Linked DNA regions of Sus scrofa: region 1 is linked to region 2. A link is a contact called in public Hi-C data. All regions are on one chromosome and are shown on one strand. The core of a region is the stretch at or near the end of the contact, and the rest is flanking DNA. Distances in the headings are between cores, read along the strand shown. Region 1 has its middle 720 kb from the start of FAM135B. Region 2 has its middle 650 kb from the start of FAM135B.

Evidence for each region. A called contact is a pair of places that touch in the nucleus more often than the background predicts.
Region 1: a contact with region 2 is called in a Hi-C map of liver, with 2.3 times the contacts expected there. The contact joins two enhancer-like sites. A contact is called at or near these places in 1 of 5 promoter capture datasets (liver) and 4 of 47 Hi-C or Micro-C datasets (embryonic fibroblasts, epiblast stem cells and liver).

What each region holds. Positions count from the first base shown.
Region 1 is chr4:5,089,449-5,094,591 of Sscrofa11.1, reverse strand. No RefSeq gene overlaps it. Among named protein-coding and RNA genes, the nearest start is that of FAM135B, 720 kb to the right of the region's middle. Within about 2 kb of position 3,696, at least 1 of the 83 cell types and tissues checked has an H3K27ac peak or open chromatin away from gene starts, as enhancers often do. A contact at or near this core is called in liver, where this site is marked.
Region 2 is chr4:5,019,639-5,024,699 of Sscrofa11.1, reverse strand. No RefSeq gene overlaps it. Among named protein-coding and RNA genes, the nearest start is that of FAM135B, 650 kb to the right of the region's middle. Within about 2 kb of position 2,054, at least 1 of the 83 cell types and tissues checked has an H3K27ac peak or open chromatin away from gene starts, as enhancers often do. A contact at or near this core is called in liver, where this site is marked.

The DNA.
Region 1 (5,143 bases), core at 2,447-4,946, 68 kb before region 2:
TTATCTGATAGATGAAAAACTGATGCTAAAAGAAATCAATGAGACTGTAAAAGTTCACACAATTGGAATTTGACTCTGAAAACAGGCCTTGAAGACTACAAGGCCAGTGTGAATTCTGCTAAAACAACGTCTACAGTATGAGGTGTGTAGTTTCTAGCAGCCTGTTTCTGGATACACTGCAGGCCCTCCAGCATCATTCATTTTCCTGTCTCCTCCATGACACCCTCACTAGCCGACTCTCATCCAGAAGTAGTTCCAGATATATTTTTTTAATACTTTTTTTTTTTTTTAATTTTAGGGTTTCAGCCACAACATATGGAGGTTCCCAGGGTAGGGGTCAAATCAGAGCTATAGCCACTGGCCTACACTGCAACTCGCAGGAACGCCAGATCCTTAACCCACTGAGCGAGGCCAGGGATCGAACCCACATCCTCGTGGATACTAGTCGGGTTCATTAACCGCTGAGCAACAATGGGAACTCTAGCTCCTGATATTTGAGATAAGAAATGGGAGTTTGCAGCATCTCAGTCATCCACGGGTTCAAGGGTAGCCTGGCCCCTCAGGGCAGATATTTTACCTTGAGAAACTATAAAGGTTGATGTTTGCATTAATTATGGGATAAGATAATGTAATAATTATATCATTATATCTGCACATATAAATATAATAATAACAATAAGCTGGCAATCTTTTCAGAAGTGTAACATCAAGTAAGAAGGCATTCCTAAATCTGTCAGTATGGCTGGGGTGAGCTGTCTTCATCTAGTGCCCAAGGGTAGGTGTTTTAATGGGAAAAGATTAGAGCAGAGAAAGTGGATTTTTCTGCCTCCTTCAACCCCTTCAAATGAGTGCCTGCTGATATTGGAAAGGTCATTGAACATTTCTCAACTTTACATTTTCTATGTAGCTCATTTAGTGTCTATAAAGCACCCCTGCCCTCTAAAATACATTTTTGGTTGTTGATAAACAGGCATTTCCTTATCTCTAAATTAGTCTTGCCTTGTTAAATTTGTCTATAGATTACACTCAATCTTCAAGCCCACTAGCCAATCAAAAATGCTTCCCTTTATCTGATCCTAGGAAGCATTTTACCCGTGGCAGTTTCTCCCTGGAAAATCTATTCATGGTCTCCAGATATTGTGCTTGTTGCTGCAGTCCATGAAAAAATAAATGTAAAAATGAATGTGACCTTTCACTGGCACAGCTTTGTTTTCCCTGTCTTTCTTCCCCTATGTAATTACCTTTAGAGAACTGTCCCCATGGATGTTGGGCATGGTGTTAATTAACTTTCACCAAAAGCTCTCCCTACAAAGAATATATAAATGAGCCAACTTTTTAATTCAACAGGATAGTAAGTAATGGCTGGTTTCATACTGCCCGTGGTAGGAGAAAATGGAAATAGCACAGCCTTTGGAATTAAACAAATTTAAGGCTAAATCCTAGAGTGATTTAGGGAGAAAAATCATACCTTTGGAGACCACAAATTTCTAGGACAAATACAGAATCTTCTAAGACTACATTTACATGAAAATGGGTCTCGATTTGCATAGTTGTACAGGTGAAATACTTTTCAAATATGCTTAGCGCTGCTTTCTGAGAGATGATCAAATCTCAAAGGTACATTTTAGTAGGAATCTATTCTTCTTAGACACCTAGTACCCAGTCCTCCGCTTAAAGATTTTCTGTTTTGTGTGTATATCTATCCTATAAGTTACACCATAAATATCGATCTATTCTATTGACTACCTTTTACAGCTAATATGATGCCGTGTTAAATAAAGCCACCAGGCACAGTAGCATAACTAGACCCCACTCTGGCAGAAGACAGCATTGCCAGTGATTAAACGTGCAACTGCTCTCAGAAAACAGACAAACAAAACAGGCTTATGCCTGGACTTCAGCCTGAGAGTATGTATTTTAGCCCTGCCAAGAAAAAAAAAAAATGCAAAGAGACTAACCTATCATTACCTAATATTGACTTTGAGGGCAATGATATTTCACAAAAGCAGAAAGTTCAAAGCCCCCCATGTCACGTTGTTTGAAAATTACTGTTGCCAGGTCCAGACGTCTATGTGTATATCACAGGCCCTGCTGCAGAAAATACCTGCCGACATCATTCCTGAAGCAGTGTCATTTCTATAATCCCTTGGCCTGTGTGCTCTTAATAAAAAGGACATCTGTTCAGAGGGATAAGATGATGATGCGTGCTTAATGACAAAGGAGTTATGCCTTTTCATAATTTGACTTTGGAGCTATAGATTATAGACATCATGCAGATTTCTGCTTCGTGAAACGATGAAAAGCCATGTGTCATTGCCCTCAATTCCTCTGCTCTCTTTCTGCCACATCTTCACCCACCACCCACTTTTCCCATCTGTCTCTCTCACAGGTATCTTGTGAAAGCTGATAGTCAAAGACTATCAACTAGGATGAGTAGACTTGTCGTCTCATGTTGGCCTTTCCCTATTCCGGCCACATAAATTTTGATATGTCGTCTAAGTTGGTGAATCTCATTTTGCTACTCTCTCAACTGGAAAAAATAACACATATGTGATAGTCTGAAGACACTTAGATCCATTAGCTTAGGAAAACCACCTGACAGACACAAGGTGCTTAATAATAGTGGTAAAATTAGCAACACTAAGAATTACATTAGGAGAGATGGCTGTCCAGCTGAGAGGTTCATGTGTGAACAGCTTCTAACCTGCCTGCCTAAGCCCATTTATAGTGTAAAGACAGAAACCTGTGACTGTCTACATGAATTACTTGACCGATACTTGTAACTTTTAAGCTTTGAACACATACTGGTTTGATCACTTAGGGTTTCACAGTATTCCTTATCTCTACCGTTCCAGTGACTTCCACCTGGTTCTTGGGTTTAGTTTACAAAAACACTCAACTCTATTTTAATTGATATTTTGTATGGCTTCTTACTGACAACAACAAAGTCTTTGAAAAATATGTCTGCCCCTATTGCCTTCTCTTTCAACCCCATTTACTTTTATTTGTTCAGAAAGATTTTATCGCCTCCCAAATACCACCCAGTTGCCCAAGACAAGTCGGTATGGTCCTGTTCCAATTTTCTACTGATTTCTAGCAAATTCTTGCTAGTTCACAATATGTCAACAAGTGGGTGTCCTCTAGGGATGTCTCACTCTCCATGACCTACAGAGTAAGCTGTCCTCCCATGATGGTCCCTGGGATGGCTGTCATCCCAACAAGAAGCCTTAGACAGCTTAGCCGCGCCTGTTCCCTCAGCTTCCCAGTCACAGCCACTAAGTTCACAGGAATGTGCTTTCAGAGTATCATCCACCCGTCTTCCCTTCCCTTTCATCCATGGAGGTACCAGCCCCTAGTTTCTGCATATCCTTCTCTTTTCACCTTTGCATTTCTGTGCATCCTTGCCCCTCTGCCGGTATCTTCTTGCTAACATCACAAATTCCATAACTTGAAAGGAGCCTCTCTTTGAAAACCTATAATCCTAAAACATCATAAATATTAACTTTTGTCTACTTTGTATCTATCTTTCCTAGACGAAAAGGGTCTTAAATATTATCAATATATTAAATGACTACCTACCGTATAGGCGTCTCCCACTTTTCAAAAGTTAACTTTAAGCCACTTCTCTCTTATGAAAGACCTACGTCAGTACTTGTGTTTGCTAATTGAAAGGAATCCAAAGGGGTTTTTCACTTTTACAAAGAAAAGATACCAGGTGGAAAGCACTTGTTGCCAGGGGCCTTTATAGAGGCAGAGAGCACCCTGAGCTGGGAGAGCCACCCCGCCAGGCTCCTTCCCGGGCACTCAGGATCAAGCCGCCAAACCTTTGAACTGTGTCTGTGAGCATCTGTGTTTTATCTCCTTTTCTTCTGTGCTTCCATTAGCAAGATGTGTCCTAAGGTAAATGCCTCTTCACTCCACACCATTTCACCTTCCAAACAGTTTCATGGGAATGCTCTGCCGTTTGATAATGGGAGAAACCTATATCGTGTATATAGTTTTGAGTCAAAAAGTTTCGTCTCTCACTCCTGAGGGATTGCATGAGTTCAAGTGCAAATAAATAAATAAATAAATAATTCACTCATCCACTTGCAGCAAAACATACCAATTGATTTTTAAAATTCACCACAGGGAGTTCCCATTCTGGCTCAGCTGGGTTAAAAATCCACCTCGTATCCCTGGCATCTCTCAGTGGGTTATGGATCCGGCATTGCCGCAAGCCTCTGTGTAGGTCACAGATGCAGCTCAGATCTGGCATTGCTGTGACTGTAGCATAGGCTGGCAGCTGTAGCTCCAATTCCATCCCTAGCCTGGGAACTTCCATATGCCATAGGTGTTGCCCTAAAAAGCAAAAAATAAAAAAAGTAAAAAATAAAATTCACTATTGGTCATTTTTAACCACTAAAACGTGATCTGGCATGTGATAAAGCAGAGCTATGGCATTACAATAAGTGGAAATCCTGCTCCATATATTCTGTATATTCCCATCCCTGATTCCCTGACTGATAAATCTGTTTTCCTTTATCCATTTTTACTTCCGTTGCTCCATAACGGAGTTTATTAGGCTAGCACCTTAAAGGTATACTATAAATATTTGTTTATATTTTTTATTTTCAAAGTGAATAAAGGCTAAATTTCTATGATTGCCCCAGGGAGCAAATGAATAATCCAAAGAGGAAGCAAAACTGCTTATGGAGAAATGCCCCAATTCCGGAATTCTCTTAGAGCTGAAGGACATGTGAGAATGAAGAACCATGAAGGTATGAAATATTGCCCCCAAATCGCCCCAAAACACATGCAACCTATGCAGGTGAGGGGACAAGGGAACTGCCTCCCAGAATGGTCATGTGACCTTTCTCTAGCCTGTGCTCCTAGCCTTCCCCTCACTTACTGCATATGGATTTTCTTGTTTTTCCCTAGAGTCCCTTGAATTGTAGTTTTTTCACAAAACATCTAATATTGTTTTGCTAAATAACTGGCTCATTCAAGTAAAAGCAAATACATAAAAAGATTCTGGATTCTGTCCTAAATGGGAAGAGGTAGCTAGGAAGAGGTAGCTATTAGGCTGTCCAGAGAGGTCTATTCTCAGGGTACTATCTAGAAACAGCCGTTCATTCATGCATTCATTTCTCACTCAACAAAA
Region 2 (5,061 bases), core at 805-3,304:
AGAGGTTCTCACAGACTCTTGAGTCGCACTCCCTGTGCTCTACAGTAGGGCCTTGTTGGTTTTCTATTTTATATATATGGTGAATATATATTAATCCTAACCTCTTAATTTCTACTTCCTCCATCCTCCTTTCCCCGTGAGTAACCTTAAGTTTGTTTTCTATGTCTGTGAGTCTCTGTCTTGGAAATAAGATTGTTTTAGCTTTTTTTGGGGGGGGTGTAAGTGATATCGTATAATATTTATCTTTCTCTGTCTGGCTTTTTTTTTTTTTTTTTCACCCATTTGAATGTATAAGAACTGTTCTTATCTTTGAGGGCCATTCAGAAATGCTATAGCTGGCTGTCTTCTACTTTTGAGAGGTAAAACCGGTAAAGGAACTTTAAAGTTTGAGGTAGGTTAAAAGAAAACAAAATTGCAAATGAAAATTAAAAATACTTTCAGATGATATTTTCATGATAGCAGGTGAAAATGGTTATGTCTGGTCTCGTTTGTTTATGGTTGTTTATTCATTTTAAAAAATGAACAGACAGACAAATATACTGATAAGTACCACTCTAAAATATATGATATTTTATCCGGCTGCAAAATTATTCTATTGTCATCAGGAAGGCAGCTATGGAAATAAACCTTAAAATCATCTTTTTAATTAAAAAAATTTTTTTACATCTTATAGGGCAAGGAATAGTCATAGAGTTTTAGGGATCATAGAGTCAGGAAGTAAGCATAATAATTTCCATTTCAGTCTTTATTGCTAATGTTCTTTTGATCTGAAATTTGGCTGCACTATATAATTTAAGAGTAGATGTAAAGCTAATTAATGAATCTCCACCAAGGTGAGATATATTTTTATAATTTTTCTGCTGTGAAAAGTACTTGGTTGTACTTAGAGAGAAGAGCTTTTCTTTTTCAGTATTAGAAGGAACAAACTCTAAATTTGATGATCCTGGAAAAAAAACCCATGAATCTCAGATAATTCAAGTGTAATTTACATGATTGAATACTTACTTTTAGCCAGGTCACATAGTAGTCTAACTACGATAGAATTTAATAAACAAAGCACCCTTTGTGGGAGATTCTAAAGTTTCAACTTGATAGGGAAAGAACACTCCCAGAAAGTTTCATTCACCTGTTATTCCTACCTCAACACGCCACTGCTCTCCCCAAAACATGTGGAAAATATACGTGAAAATATCTGTCAAAGATGAGGTGTTCCATGCAAAAGGAAGTGGAAGAAGCACCATCTGTGGGTGTCTATGTGTGCAAGGTATTATGGGAGGTAGAAGCATCTCCACTCATCAATCTATTCATTTACTCCTGGAGAATCTAAGTGTCAGTATATCCCAAACTTGACCTGACCCACACAAGGGGAGCACACATATACTCAGACTTCCGACAGCCTTGCAAACTAGGGGGTTAACAACTTGGAAAACTAAGACCTACATTCTGGACCTTAAGGTCACCGTACAACAATGGTTGGTACCAAGATTTGAACCTGCGTTTATTTAGTGTAAGAGGATCTGCTTATTTCATACAACACTGCCTCTGTAGGATTAACAGACTCCTTTCCTGGTGTCTTCAGCTGCCTCTCCACACATTAACTCTCTTTGTATTGTCACTATAACAATAATAAGAGGGAAAAAAAATCCCACCAAACCTAGAAGGCACCCCCATTTTCTGATAATTTTGCAGATAGTTTGCTTTGTTTTGTAAGTGTATCTACAGGGGAGAGGGCTATGGATACTTGAAATGAGTTGGAAGTGGGTTTTTATTTGTTTGAAATTATTTCGCCAGCCTTCCCTGACATTTGCTGTTAATTATTCACTGGGAAAAGGAGAAATATGTCAACACAACATTTGTCACCAGTTATTTAGAGGCACAGGTTGACAGATCTTGGCAGAATCCTTGAAAGATGTATCCGACGTGGTGGCTTTTAGTCTTCTTATTTATTTTGTATTCTCAAGCCTGTAAAATAAAATCAAATCTTCAGCTAGTGAAGCTATGCAATAGCTATTCACAACAAAGACAAATATTTTGGACATGACTAGCAGTCTTGCAACCCGACTGGCAAAGTAAGTGGTCCTGATTGTCCTTTGTCCCATGCAGTGCAGGACAGAAATCAGCCAGGGGCAGTGAAAATGGTCCATTTCAAGCCTGCATGGAGTCAGAGGGTAAATGCAGTCAGTAACTGCCTCTTTACCGTTCTCCCAAAAAAATGGCCGTTTGGGGACCTCTGACATCTATTTACCTTCTAAGGGGTAGGACAGCCACCCAGTTAAAATCTTAAAACCACAAACACAACACTATAGCTCTGTTGTGTCCAGTGACTCCTCTGCTTTGCCAGACCTGACCTCTTCCTTTCTCATTGCACTTCCTACATTCTGCCTCTGTTCAAGCTACTCCAGTCTATGAAAGGCTGGAATAGTAGTTTGCTTTTCAGGAGGACCTGGATTCAAGCCCTGGTCTTCCCCTTACTGACCGAGTTCACTCTGTCTACTCATTTAACCTGCCTCCTAGTCTCATCTTCTTTTATATTTTATCAAAAAGGATGAGTAAGTCAATTATTCTCTTGTCCACATGACTTAGAGTTTCTTATCTCATTCAAAAGAAAACTCAACACCTTCTAACTCTCTACATTCTTACATAATCTGTTGTTTGCTTATTATGGAAACTCCTCCTACTGCTTTGCCTCATTCTCTCTGCTCTGGCAACACTGGCCTTCCCGCTCCTCCTGGAACAATCTAGCAACCTCCACCTCAAGGCCATTGCTCTTGAGCCTCCTTCTGCCTGCAAGAAGACTGGATCCAATGTCCACATAGTTTCCTCCAGCACTTCAGTGAGGTGTCCATTCAAACGTCACGTGATCAGGGAGGACCTCCTTATCTGACACATCCTGTCCCCCAACCTAACCGTCGCTAACGTCTTTACCCGAAAGTATAAGTGTCCATGCCAGCAGGGACCACTGAAAGAGCAGATTATAGGGGGACAGAGGTTCTTAATGTTTCTTACTTTCACTTCCCTTCCTTGTTACTACTGAGAAAAGAATACTGTGCCCCCCGAATTGCGTTAGAGTGGAGCGGGTCGCAGGCATTTAAGGTCCTGAGTTTGGACACGGTTCGTCTCTTCTCCCAACTATGTCAGGGCCACCACAGAAAAAGGGGAGCACATCTCTGCCCCTCCCTGTCATCTGCTCCCTCCCTTTTCTCATTCCCCTGACCCTCCAGATGGCACATTTTTTCTAATGCTTAGATGAGTAGAATAAGATTAGAGGAGTGGCTACTTTCTCAGACTTGGTGTTCTGGTCCAGGTCACCAAATTTTGCCTGAGATGGTATGAATACAGCCAAGAAGCAGCTAGTTACATGTTTTCTTTTCTATTGTGGCTTATATGTGCATCTGTTTTGAAAGCCCCTAGAGAAAAGCAGGTGATTGGCAGAGAAGGATTTAGGCATCCTTGAACTCCCTGGTGATAAAACCATCCTAATGACGTCACAGATCTCATACCGATTCATTCATATCAAAGATGTGTTGATTACCTAACGGAAAACACTCGGTGTTGGATGTGAAGTCATCCAGTAGATAATACACACGATTCCTCATAGTACAAAAAAGCTTGTAATAGCATTACCCAAATAATGCTTTATTCAGTATTTATCCAATGCCTTCTCTGTGCAAGACGTGAAGGTGATGATGGAGAAGAAGTCAAAATGACAAGATGCCAGTCTGGCGTTTACCTGTTGTAGGGCAAAGGTCAAAACACCAATAATCAATAAGCGCGTGAACTGAATAGATATACATTGGGAAAAGAAAAAAAATTATGAAATAGACAGAGTGTCCTGATGCGTGATAATTAGGAGATCTACTTTAGATAAATATTGAACACCCAAAGAAGAAGGCTCTGTAAACACCTGCAATGCAAAGAGCCGTGCGTGAAAGCAGCACCAGGAGGGGAGGATAAGATGGAATTGAGGAGAAGGCTGATGTACTTACGTGGGTCCTCATTCAGGAGGATGGCCTGTTTGAACCTCATTATGAGTGCAATGCGAATTTACTGAAGGGTCCTTAGGCAGAGGAATGGTGTAATCTGATTCACATTTTTTAAATATTTTATTGGTTACAAGGTGGGAAGGAGATCAGAAGGGACAGCAATCAAAGCAAAGATGTTATTTAAGAAGCTTCGAGAACAGTGGGGAAATGGAAGCCTCTGATTTTACCTCAACTCCAGGTAGTAACATGCAGAAATATTTCAGGCCGAACAAACAAAGATGGTCCAAGGTAGCGATCTGCATTGTCACATAAAAACTGGAATAAGTTAGAGAAAAACAGAGGGGGATAAAAGGCACAGCCTTTCCCCTGAATCTAATTGATATTCATTTGAATTTGCCTCCTTGATGGACCAAGGGAATTCCAGAAGGGACCCAGTCCACATATTAGTGCCAGAATCTGACCTCTTGGCCAAGCTTTGGTCCGTTTGCATTAGTAATCCAGCCAGAGATGAAAGAAGACAGAGGTACGTAATTCAATGAGAAAAGGCAGAAATGCAAATCCGCTTCTGAAAGAGTGTGCCGTGCGTCACCCAGGAAAAGTTCCTTCTGCTCAGGGGTGTCCTGGAGTGAGGAAGTCAAAAATGCGATGCACATGGTTCCTGGGAGAACAGAGTGGGTGGTAAGAGGTCAGATTCCATCAGTAGAGCACCACGGTGGCTTCCGGCTCTGAAATGTGAAAATGCTTAGTTATCAGTGGCTGAGTCATGGTCGTTGGATTTATTCTGGCCTGAAAGTCTGATGTTGGACATTTGGTTTTGAAATACATACATCAGTGTGAATCCATTGTCTCAGCAAAGATCAACAGATAGGGTTTGGTTCACTAGAGCCAGTTCCTCAGGATGTGGGACTGAGTACAACAGACCTGCTCACCCTTGTGTGATGGTAGAGTCTGCTGGAGACGATGGCTATTAAAGGGAGGTTCATGGGGCTTATTGACTATGGGATAGCGGTCATTACCACATTTATCAGGGATGAAAACTGGCTGAGGTGTTTTGCGGGGGCGGGGGGGGGGTTATTTG